Regions from separate parts of the Sus scrofa genome. Here all the other regions are linked to region 2. The links are chromatin contacts, called in public Hi-C and promoter capture Hi-C maps. All regions are on one chromosome and are shown on one strand. Each heading gives the region's core, a stretch centred on a gene start, on an enhancer-like site or on the middle of the called end of the contact. The rest is flanking DNA. Distances are from core to core; before and after follow the strand shown. Region 1 holds the start of MRPL52 (mitochondrial ribosomal protein L52). Region 2 holds the start of LRP10 (LDL receptor related protein 10). Region 3 holds the start of PRMT5 (protein arginine methyltransferase 5).

Region 1 (2,700 bases), core at 89-2,588, 33 kb after region 2:
ACACCAGGTAGAGGAATTCTTACTATGGCACAGTGGGATAGGCAGCATCTCTGTGGCACCAGGACACAGGTTCAGTCCCTGGCCCAGGTTAAAGGATCTGTGGTGTGGATCTGATCCCTGGCCTGGGAACTCCATATGCCATGGGGCAGCCAAAAAAAGAGAAAAAAAAAAAAAGTAGGAAAACAATCTTCACCATCCTCCTCTGTCACAAAGTATTTGATTGAGCAGGTTTTATACTCCTACAGAATCCAATACTCAAGTCTCTGTGCTGCTGAAGGGGGCCTGGCCTTTGCCCAGTTCTACTCCTGTCTTTGCTACTACCTAGCTGTGTGCTCCCTAGCAATACTTCTGTAGGCATCAATTTTCCCACCTGTGAACTGGAGTCCCAAGAGAGTGGAGAGAGGCTTCAACTTTTGTAAGGGCTTTCCTTTCTAGGATTCTTTTTTCTTTTTTTTTTTTAACGTAAAGGGAGAAACTTTTCCTAAGGGAGCTCACCATCCTCTGTGCTCGCCCTTTTGCACTTCTCTCTGAGATGCTCATTTAGGCAGCCTTTCAAAGAGCTCTCCTTGAGCTTGGTAACAAATTCTCAACAATGTATTCACCACACAGAAGAGCGGTTCTTGGTAACTTAGAAAAAACCATATTCCTCTTTGACCAGCGTAAAGTCTTGTCACTCCCCCAGGACGTCCCAAATCAGAATTATCTTCTGCTTATCCCCCAAAGCCAAGAAGATCCTGTCTAGTTTTACTTTCCATAGACGGTAGTTTAATTTCCAAAACAAACGACAGGGTTTCTCCCCCCCCGCACCCCGTCCCCACTGCAAAGATAAAGTTCAATACATTTAACGACACCCCAATAAAAGTTAAAGGAAAAAAAAAACTCAATACGTGGTCGGCTCAGACACACCCCCACCGTGACACCTCCCCCAACTCCGTCCAGAGGCGTTTCCTCTGAAGTAGAATTAGCCTGATTAGTGCTCACCCGCGTAAGACCAGTCTGGGAGCTCCGTAAGAGGTCCGTAGCCAGAGGGGTTGGCAGCAAAGCCCTGCCTGGGTGGAGAAAAACAGCCCGGTGAGGACTAAGTTCAGCTTCTGGTCCACCCCAGAGCCCCCCAGACCGGCACTCACTGGAGTCGCCACTGGCTGCCCGCCTGAGCCGCCGTTCCGCAGTGCAGCCTCCGGACACCTGCTGGGAACAGAGGACAGAGTTGGAAGAGCGACTGTGCGGCCAACTCAGGGGTCCCGTCCCATCCCTGCAAGCTCCCGAGCCACCTACCCTATACACACTTACTAGATAGCAATATACCCCAAGCAGCCATGCTGAGGCGCAGAGCCGGAAATGGGCGTGGCCTCGATGGCCACGCGGGACGCTGCGGGGGAAGCCGGAAGTAGCCATCTTGAATCTGGTTTTCAATCACGGGCCCCGCCATCTTGGCTCGCCGTACGGAATAGAGGGATAAAGCTGCCTCCCCGGTTTTTTAGGCGTCGTGTGAATCCTCAGTGGTGGCTACAACTTTGGTGGAAGTCGCGTCCTTCCAGACTGAGCCGTTCTGAACTGTCCTTTGGAAACGCCCTTCGTCGCCCCTGGGGATCTCTAGTCCTTTGAAATTTATTCTCATTTCTCAGTTGAGTGACATTCACGTGACCTCATTCTGTCTTCTAGCATCACTGTAACATTTTCCCCAGCCTAAGACTCAAATCTAGGTTTCAGTTCTCACTTATTTATGAAACAATATTGAAGAGTTTATGTGTGACAAGCACTGTATTCCTTCCGTGCAGGAGAGTCTATGGAGAGCAAAGCAGAAGTCGCTATTAGGATAGAGCTCCTAGTCTAGAGAGAGATGACAATTATCAATTACACACATTGCTGTAGTATTACAGCTGAGATGAGTGCTGGGAAGGGAAGTAGGAGTTGTTTGTGAGTATATGATGAGAACTTGATCCAGAGTAGGCAGTCAAGGTTTTCTTGAGGAAGAGCTAAGATCCCATTTCGTTTTTTTAAGAGCTTCCACCACCATTGTCTAATATAAGCCTGTAAAAACCTTGTGAGGTAGGTAGTAAGTGGCCAACCCAGATCCGTGGCTTCCTCTCTCCTTTTAAACAAAAAAAGAATCACTCACAGACATACTTCATTTTACTGTGCTTTGCAGGTAATGCATTTTGTACAAATTGAAGGTTTGTAGCAGCCTTGCATAGAGCAAGTCTATCCATGCCAGATTTTCCAACAGCTCACTTCCTGTCTCTGTGTTACATTTTGGTAATTCTTGAGTATTTTCAGCTTTGGCATTATAATATTTGTTATGGTGTCTGTGATCAGTGATCTTTGACATTACTGTTGTAATTGTTTTGGCCTTTTTTAGCAATGAAGTATTTTTAAGGTATATCCTTTTTTTTAGACATAATGCTATTGCACCCTTAATAGACTACAGTATAGTGTGAATATAATTTTTACATATACTAGGAAAGTAAAAAATTCGTGGGACACACTTTATCTTGGTATTTGCTTTACCGTGCTGGTCTGGAACAGAACATGAATTATCTCTGAGGTATGCCTGTACTTGCTTTTGGGAAGTCCTTTATCTTTAATTTCTTCATTGAAAAAAAGCTTATTATACCACATTTATGAAAACATTTTAATAATGATAAGGTAAGTGAAAGTGCTTTATAAATGGTGGAACTCCTACAAAAGTGGCCGTTACTG
Region 2 (2,700 bases), core at 144-2,643:
GGATGGAAATACCATGGAGAAGTGACCCCTGAAGGGTTTTCCACGGTAGAGCAAGAAGGGTGAGGAAAGGAATAGGGTCTTGCCCCGCTTCTCACCTGATGGTTACAGTCTGCTCCTTGCTGCCCAGGATGAGCCAGGTGCAGTTGGCAGGGGAGATGCGGCTGTCCCGGCCCAGGGGCCTCTGTATGGTGCCCTGCACTTCCAAAAGCACTGCTGGGGGGTCCTCACAGGCTGGAGAGAGGAAGGTAAGGACATCAGTTGCGAGCCTCTTACCATGCCACTCCTCCCCAGGCTTCATGCTTCCAAGGGCCTGGGCTCTTCAAGAAGGAGCACAGAAACTCCCCCTTCCCAGCCACACACACTCTGGAGGCAGAGTCGTCAGTGGGCTCCCCTTCTCACCACACTCATCGTTGTTCCACCTTAGGTATCAACACCACAAACAAAATGAGGTCTGCTTTGTGCCAACCACTGGGCCAGGAGGAACGGGAAATACGATCTCTATCCTCAAGGAGATTACATTTGGGCGAGGCGAATCAAGGATGGATATTGGGGGGGCAAATAGTACATAACTACCAAGTGAGGGCCCACGCTGGGTTTCAGTTTCTGTCTGTAAAACAGAGGATGGCTGATCTCCACTCGAAAACTATGGAAGGTACCAGAGGAAGTCAAGGAAGAGAGTCTTTCTCTAGGGTGCTCTCTCATTACCAAGCCCATGGGACCCCAGAGGCATCCTCTACTCACCATGATTTGGGAAAAGGATCCGGTCTTGGTGGGCCAGAGCGCCTCCTAGAGGAAGAGCGAGAAAGGGCAAGAGTCACACTTCGGAGTTTTCTCCACCTGAGCTTCTCAAGGAGGAAAGGGAACCATCGGCGGCTTCCGGGTAGTTTACGAGAAGGGTGGTGGAACAGGGGGAGGCAGCGGTGTGTGACCTCAAAGGAAGGTCCTCCAGTGCGGCTTGTAGGATGGGTACGGTGATCTAAGGAAGCCAGAGCGAGTATGAGGGCCGAGGGGAGCGGCTGTAGATTTCCCGAGGGTTGGGGCAGGCAGCGACCAAGGCGACGGCAGGGGCCGCGGGGCAGGGGAGGACAGGGTAGGGGTGAGAGGCCCCATAGGGGGAAGGGAGCTAGAGGACCTGGGCGCGGTGACAGCCCTGGGAGCGGGGTCCCGGGCGAGTAGCCTCGTTTCGATTTCTTACCCAGGAGGAGAAGGATGGCCGGCAGCATCGTGAGCCGTCCCGAGGCGCAGGAAGAGTCCCGGAGCTTCGATCGTCTACCCAGTGGGGAGGCGGCGCCACTCCGGGTATCCTGGCTCCTCAGTGCCGCCTCCCCGAGGGGGCTCCATGGCCCAGACTCCTCGACCGAGGCTCCGGATGCCAGGGCTGGGGGCTGGTGGGGGGCGGCGGCGGCCCGGGAACCGGGGCGGTGCCTCTCGCCAACTTTGGAGTTGTTCTCCCCGGCCGCCGCAGCGCTCTCTCCAGAGGCTGACCCCCGAAGCCCAGGGAGTTGGCTCGAAGTCCAGCGCTGGGGCGCGCCCTCGCCTAGAGCCCGCCCGCAGGCCGCGAACGTCCGGGTCCAGGCCTGGCCGCCACCTGCCGAGGCTTGAGGCCACTTCCTCTTCGGGCCAAACTTTGCCGACTGTCAGCGCCCAGAGCCGGCCCGGGCGCTGCCCAACTTCTCCAGCGCCTCCAGCCCCGGAACGCGGGTAGAGGAGCTGGGGAGGAGGGGACTGGCGACTCGGCCCAGCGCTCGAGCCCTCGCCCTGGCTGTACCCCAGCCAGCCCAGGGGTTGGAGGAACCCGGGTGGAGGAGGGGGAGGGTGACGAGCCTGGCCCCACCCCTGCCAATCAACGCTTACCACGCCCACCTTCCCATCTTAACCCCTTTCAGGTCCTACCGCGCCTTGTCCCTCGGGCTCTCAGGGCGCTCAGCCTCCACTTGTAACTCTGCTTTGTTTAGTACTTCCCGTGTAACACATGGGTTACAGGACACATTTGTCAGAAGACAATTGCATATTCCATAATTGTTATGTCTTTCCTTTGGCTCCTTAAGCTCTCAGTACTTTTCTTGTCCCGGTGTCTGACATCCGGTAACACTTTTTGTCGTGAGCCTCTATTACAGCAATTACTACCCGGTGTTATAAATATTTGTTTACTCGTCTTTCCCGCCCCCGCCCCGCCCCTTCTGTGGAAACTGAAACTTCCTGTAGGTTGAGGCCTAGACTGTTTACCTTTGCACCCACAAGGCTTCTCTCCTGCTGAGACACAGTAACTCAATAAACGAATAATTGTACCTTGGCTATTTGCAGGCTATGTGACCTTGAGAAAATCATTTCACCTCTCTGTGCATTAACTCTGTTAAATGGAGTTAATAATGGCACAATACTTCTTAAGGTTGTTGTCATCATTTAGGGAGATGATGTAAGTTGAGCATCTAGGAAGTGCTTCATACCTGCTTACAATGATTATTATTAGTTACAGGAGTTATTTCTGATTTAGGTGGGCTTGGGGTTACCGATTCCCTGTGGCACTTATAGGTAATAATAGTAAACAACAATAATAGCAAATACTTTTTGAGCTTTTTTTCACATTTCAGGCATAAATCTAAGCACTTTTCAAATATTTGCTCTTTTACTTCTCTCCACCATCTTGTGAGGTAGTTATTATTGTTACTCACATGTTACAGATAGGGAAACTTAGGCACA
Region 3 (2,700 bases), core at 113-2,612, 48 kb before region 2:
TTTGGGGCGCTTACAATGTATTCCCTTATAGCTTAGCCTATCCACACACATTCCGTGTTTCTCAGGACTCTGTCGTCCACTGCGGCGATCTCATTCGGTCTCCTGGCTTCAGTCACTATCTCTCTTCTGGCGATTTGCAAATCTTGTCTGGTTCAGATCACTGTTCATACAACTCTCTATTACACAGCGCCCCCTAGACGTCCAAGTCAGCATTTCCAAACCCCAGCCTCGATTCTCCCTAAACCAGCTTTTATCATTTGTCTCGCTCAAAGAGGCCAGAACTCTGGGCATCACCCCCAGACTTCCCTTTCTCAGACTCCCTGTCAGTCGGTCTCTAAATTCTGTCAAGGCCTCCTGCCTAGGGCCTTTTGTATTGATTCTCTTTTCCGTTCCCCGCTGCCAAGTCCGCAACACCTCTGGGCTTCCTGCCTTCAGGTATTTCTCCTGCCTAGATCTTTTTTTGCTTCATTCCTTTCCTTCTTTTCCATCCCTCTAGCAAGCATGGAAAAGAAAAATGTAGAGACTCTTTCCTGTCTCTGCCAGTCAATTCATAACTTCTCTCCACTGTAATCTCTCACCATGAATTCCTTTATCTTCAGTGGTGTGTGTGTTTCAGTGTTTGCTTTTTGTATTTGAGATACCGAATCACAAGGAATTTGTGGCTGAATTGCCACAATCTGTTTAAAAATATACTAAGGCCCATTCAAAATCCATTTTAAGAGCACCAGCCATTAACTCAGTTTTCTTGGTGCATTTGGATGCACCAAGGCAGGGACACAAGAACCATCTTTGAACTAGGTATTATTAAACGCTGGCATGAAATAGTTGCAGAATGCAATAACATTAAGACCTGAAAATGAGAGCGAGAGAGGACAGCGAAGAAATTTTAAAAGGGGGCATTAAAGCATTGCAGGGGATGCACCAAAAGCGTTAGCCCCACCGAGCCAGCCAGGAGTCGAACCTGGAATCTTCTGATCCGTAGTCAGACGCGTTATCCATTGCGCCACTGGCCCTGAGACGACTTCTTCGTTCTCAATGATGACACTTCAAGCTTATACTGCAGGGTTTCATGGGACGTGTAGTCTCTTACCGGAATTTTACCAGTACATGAAGCATTATGGGAGATCGAAGTTTGTCGAGAACCAGACCCTGAGATTGGTGACTCTTCCGGAGCCGTGCCCTACGTCACTGTGCAGCCTGCGGATTGGCAGGAAGAGCCACTTCCCACCCCTCCTCCACTTGCTCGGGACCCTGGGAGACGCTTTGGTTGTCAGGGAGACTCGTCCCGCCTTCCGGGGGCTTTTTTTCGGCTTTGTGATTGGCTGCCAGTGTCAGGGAATCTCGGCGTGGACTGCGCGAGGGAAAAGATGGCGGCGATGGCGGTCGGCGGTGCCGGTGGAAGCCGCGTGTCCAGCGGGAGGGACCTGAATTGCGTCCCCGAAATAGCTGACACACTGGGGGCTGTGGCCAAGCAGGGGTGAGGGCCTGGACTTCCGCGAACAGAATGCGGGGTCGGAACTCGGGGACTGAGAGGGGCAGACCAGTCATCCCTGGGAAGCAGGGGTGAGGGGGTCGGAGTGGATAAGATTAGGGTGGGAGAAACCGCTAGTCCATGTAGGGAGAAGCCTCCGGCCCTGGAGCGTAAGAGAAAGAGAAAGAAAGACATATTGGGAACGTGTGGTCCCTGAACCCCAAAGTCGAGAGAGTTATCAGGTAAACTCAAAAAGAGGGCGTACGACCTCAAGGGCCCTGGAGAGCGAGGTGCGAGGTTCTTGTCTCAGAGTGGGAGGAAGTGTTATGGGGCTAGGGAGAGGAGAGATGAACCTTGAGGGCTGAAGCCTGGGTAGTACTGGAGCAGATCTGGATATGACAGTCTTGGAAAATCAGTGACAACAGAGTAGAAAGTCCACGTGGCGTGGATTTTCATCTTTTCTCTTTTCTCATCTTTTCCATGGCTCTGTTCTGGGAAGAAATTGAGGCACAACGCAGTGGAAGTGATATTCCCTAAAATGGGCCGAATTCAGCAGCCCATTCGAGTGACTGACTAATGGCAGCTGAAAGGGTTGTGCAGAATGGAGATAGCCTAGTCCAATTGCTTGGATCGCTGGGCACTGCTACTCTCTTTACATGACGATTCTGGGTCTGTCGTGGTTGTAGGTTTGATTTCCTCTGCATGCCTGTCTTCCACCCGCGTTTCAAGAGGGAGTTCACTCAGGAACCTGCTAAGAATCGGCCGGGTCCCCAGACACGATCAGACCTACTGCTGTCAGGAAGGGGTAGGGACCATCCCACATGCCCCTTAATTATTAGAGGCAGTAACAACTTATGTTTTATCAGTGCCTTCTTCCTCTTCCTTTCTTGACCTGGATGTATTTGTTCAACCCTGGGATATGGATAACTCTTGTTCTCTCCTTGCTTACTGCTCAAAGCCTTAGTTTCCTATTCTGCATCAGGCTTTCCTGTATCTGTGATAGAAAAAGCCTTTTGTCTCTCATCTCTACTATTCCCTGTTAAGAAATAGAAATTGAATGCATAAAGTGCTGAACCTCACTCAGTCTTTGTCTTTCTTGGGTTGGGGAGTGCAGACTGGAATACACTAATTGTGGGCAAGCTTTCCCCATGGATTCGTCCAGACTCAAAAGTGGAGAAGATCCGCAGGAACTCTGAGGCGGTAAGACTGACATCTTCACCGAATCTTTC

Evidence for each region. Promoter capture Hi-C pulls out the DNA fragments that hold promoters and counts their contacts. Hi-C and Micro-C count contacts between places; a contact is called where the count stands out from the background.
Region 1: a promoter capture Hi-C map of liver shows a contact between it and region 2, with 4 times the contacts expected there. The contact joins the promoter of MRPL52 here to the promoter of LRP10 in region 2. A contact is called at or near these places in 2 of 5 promoter capture datasets (fetal liver and liver), 26 of 47 Hi-C or Micro-C datasets (adipose tissue, alveolar macrophages, blood and 13 more) and 2 of 2 datasets of contacts at active chromatin or transcription factors (alveolar macrophages and skeletal muscle).
Region 3: a contact with region 2 is called in a Hi-C map of skeletal muscle, with 2.5 times the contacts expected there. The contact joins the promoter of PRMT5 here to the promoter of LRP10 in region 2. A contact is called at or near these places in 1 of 5 promoter capture datasets (liver), 13 of 47 Hi-C or Micro-C datasets (alveolar macrophages, blood, brain and 6 more) and 2 of 2 datasets of contacts at active chromatin or transcription factors (alveolar macrophages and skeletal muscle).

The regions. Positions count from the first base shown.
Region 1 is chr7:76,190,274-76,192,973 of Sscrofa11.1, forward strand. It overlaps MRPL52 (mitochondrial ribosomal protein L52), which reads right to left and starts at 1,339. Exons shown (of 5, transcript NM_001185151.1): 1 at 1,291-1,339; 2 at 1,128-1,188; 3 at 982-1,049. The coding sequence starts at 1,318.
Region 2 is chr7:76,157,112-76,159,811 of Sscrofa11.1, forward strand. LRP10 (LDL receptor related protein 10) reads right to left here and starts at 1,394. Exons shown (of 7, transcript NM_001143715.1): 1 at 1,196-1,394; 2 at 742-786; 3 at 96-231. The coding sequence starts at 1,223.
Region 3 is chr7:76,109,643-76,112,342 of Sscrofa11.1, forward strand. It overlaps PRMT5 (protein arginine methyltransferase 5), which reads left to right and starts at 1,363. Exons shown (of 17, transcript NM_001160093.1): 1 at 1,363-1,477; 2 at 2,158-2,276; 3 at 2,586-2,671. The coding sequence starts at 1,368. TRNAR-ACG (a tRNA gene) reads right to left here and starts at 1,013; the gene lies at 941-1,013. It overlaps LOC110261594 (a long non-coding RNA gene), which reads right to left and starts at 1,143. Exons shown (of 3, transcript XR_002345942.1): 1 at 962-1,143.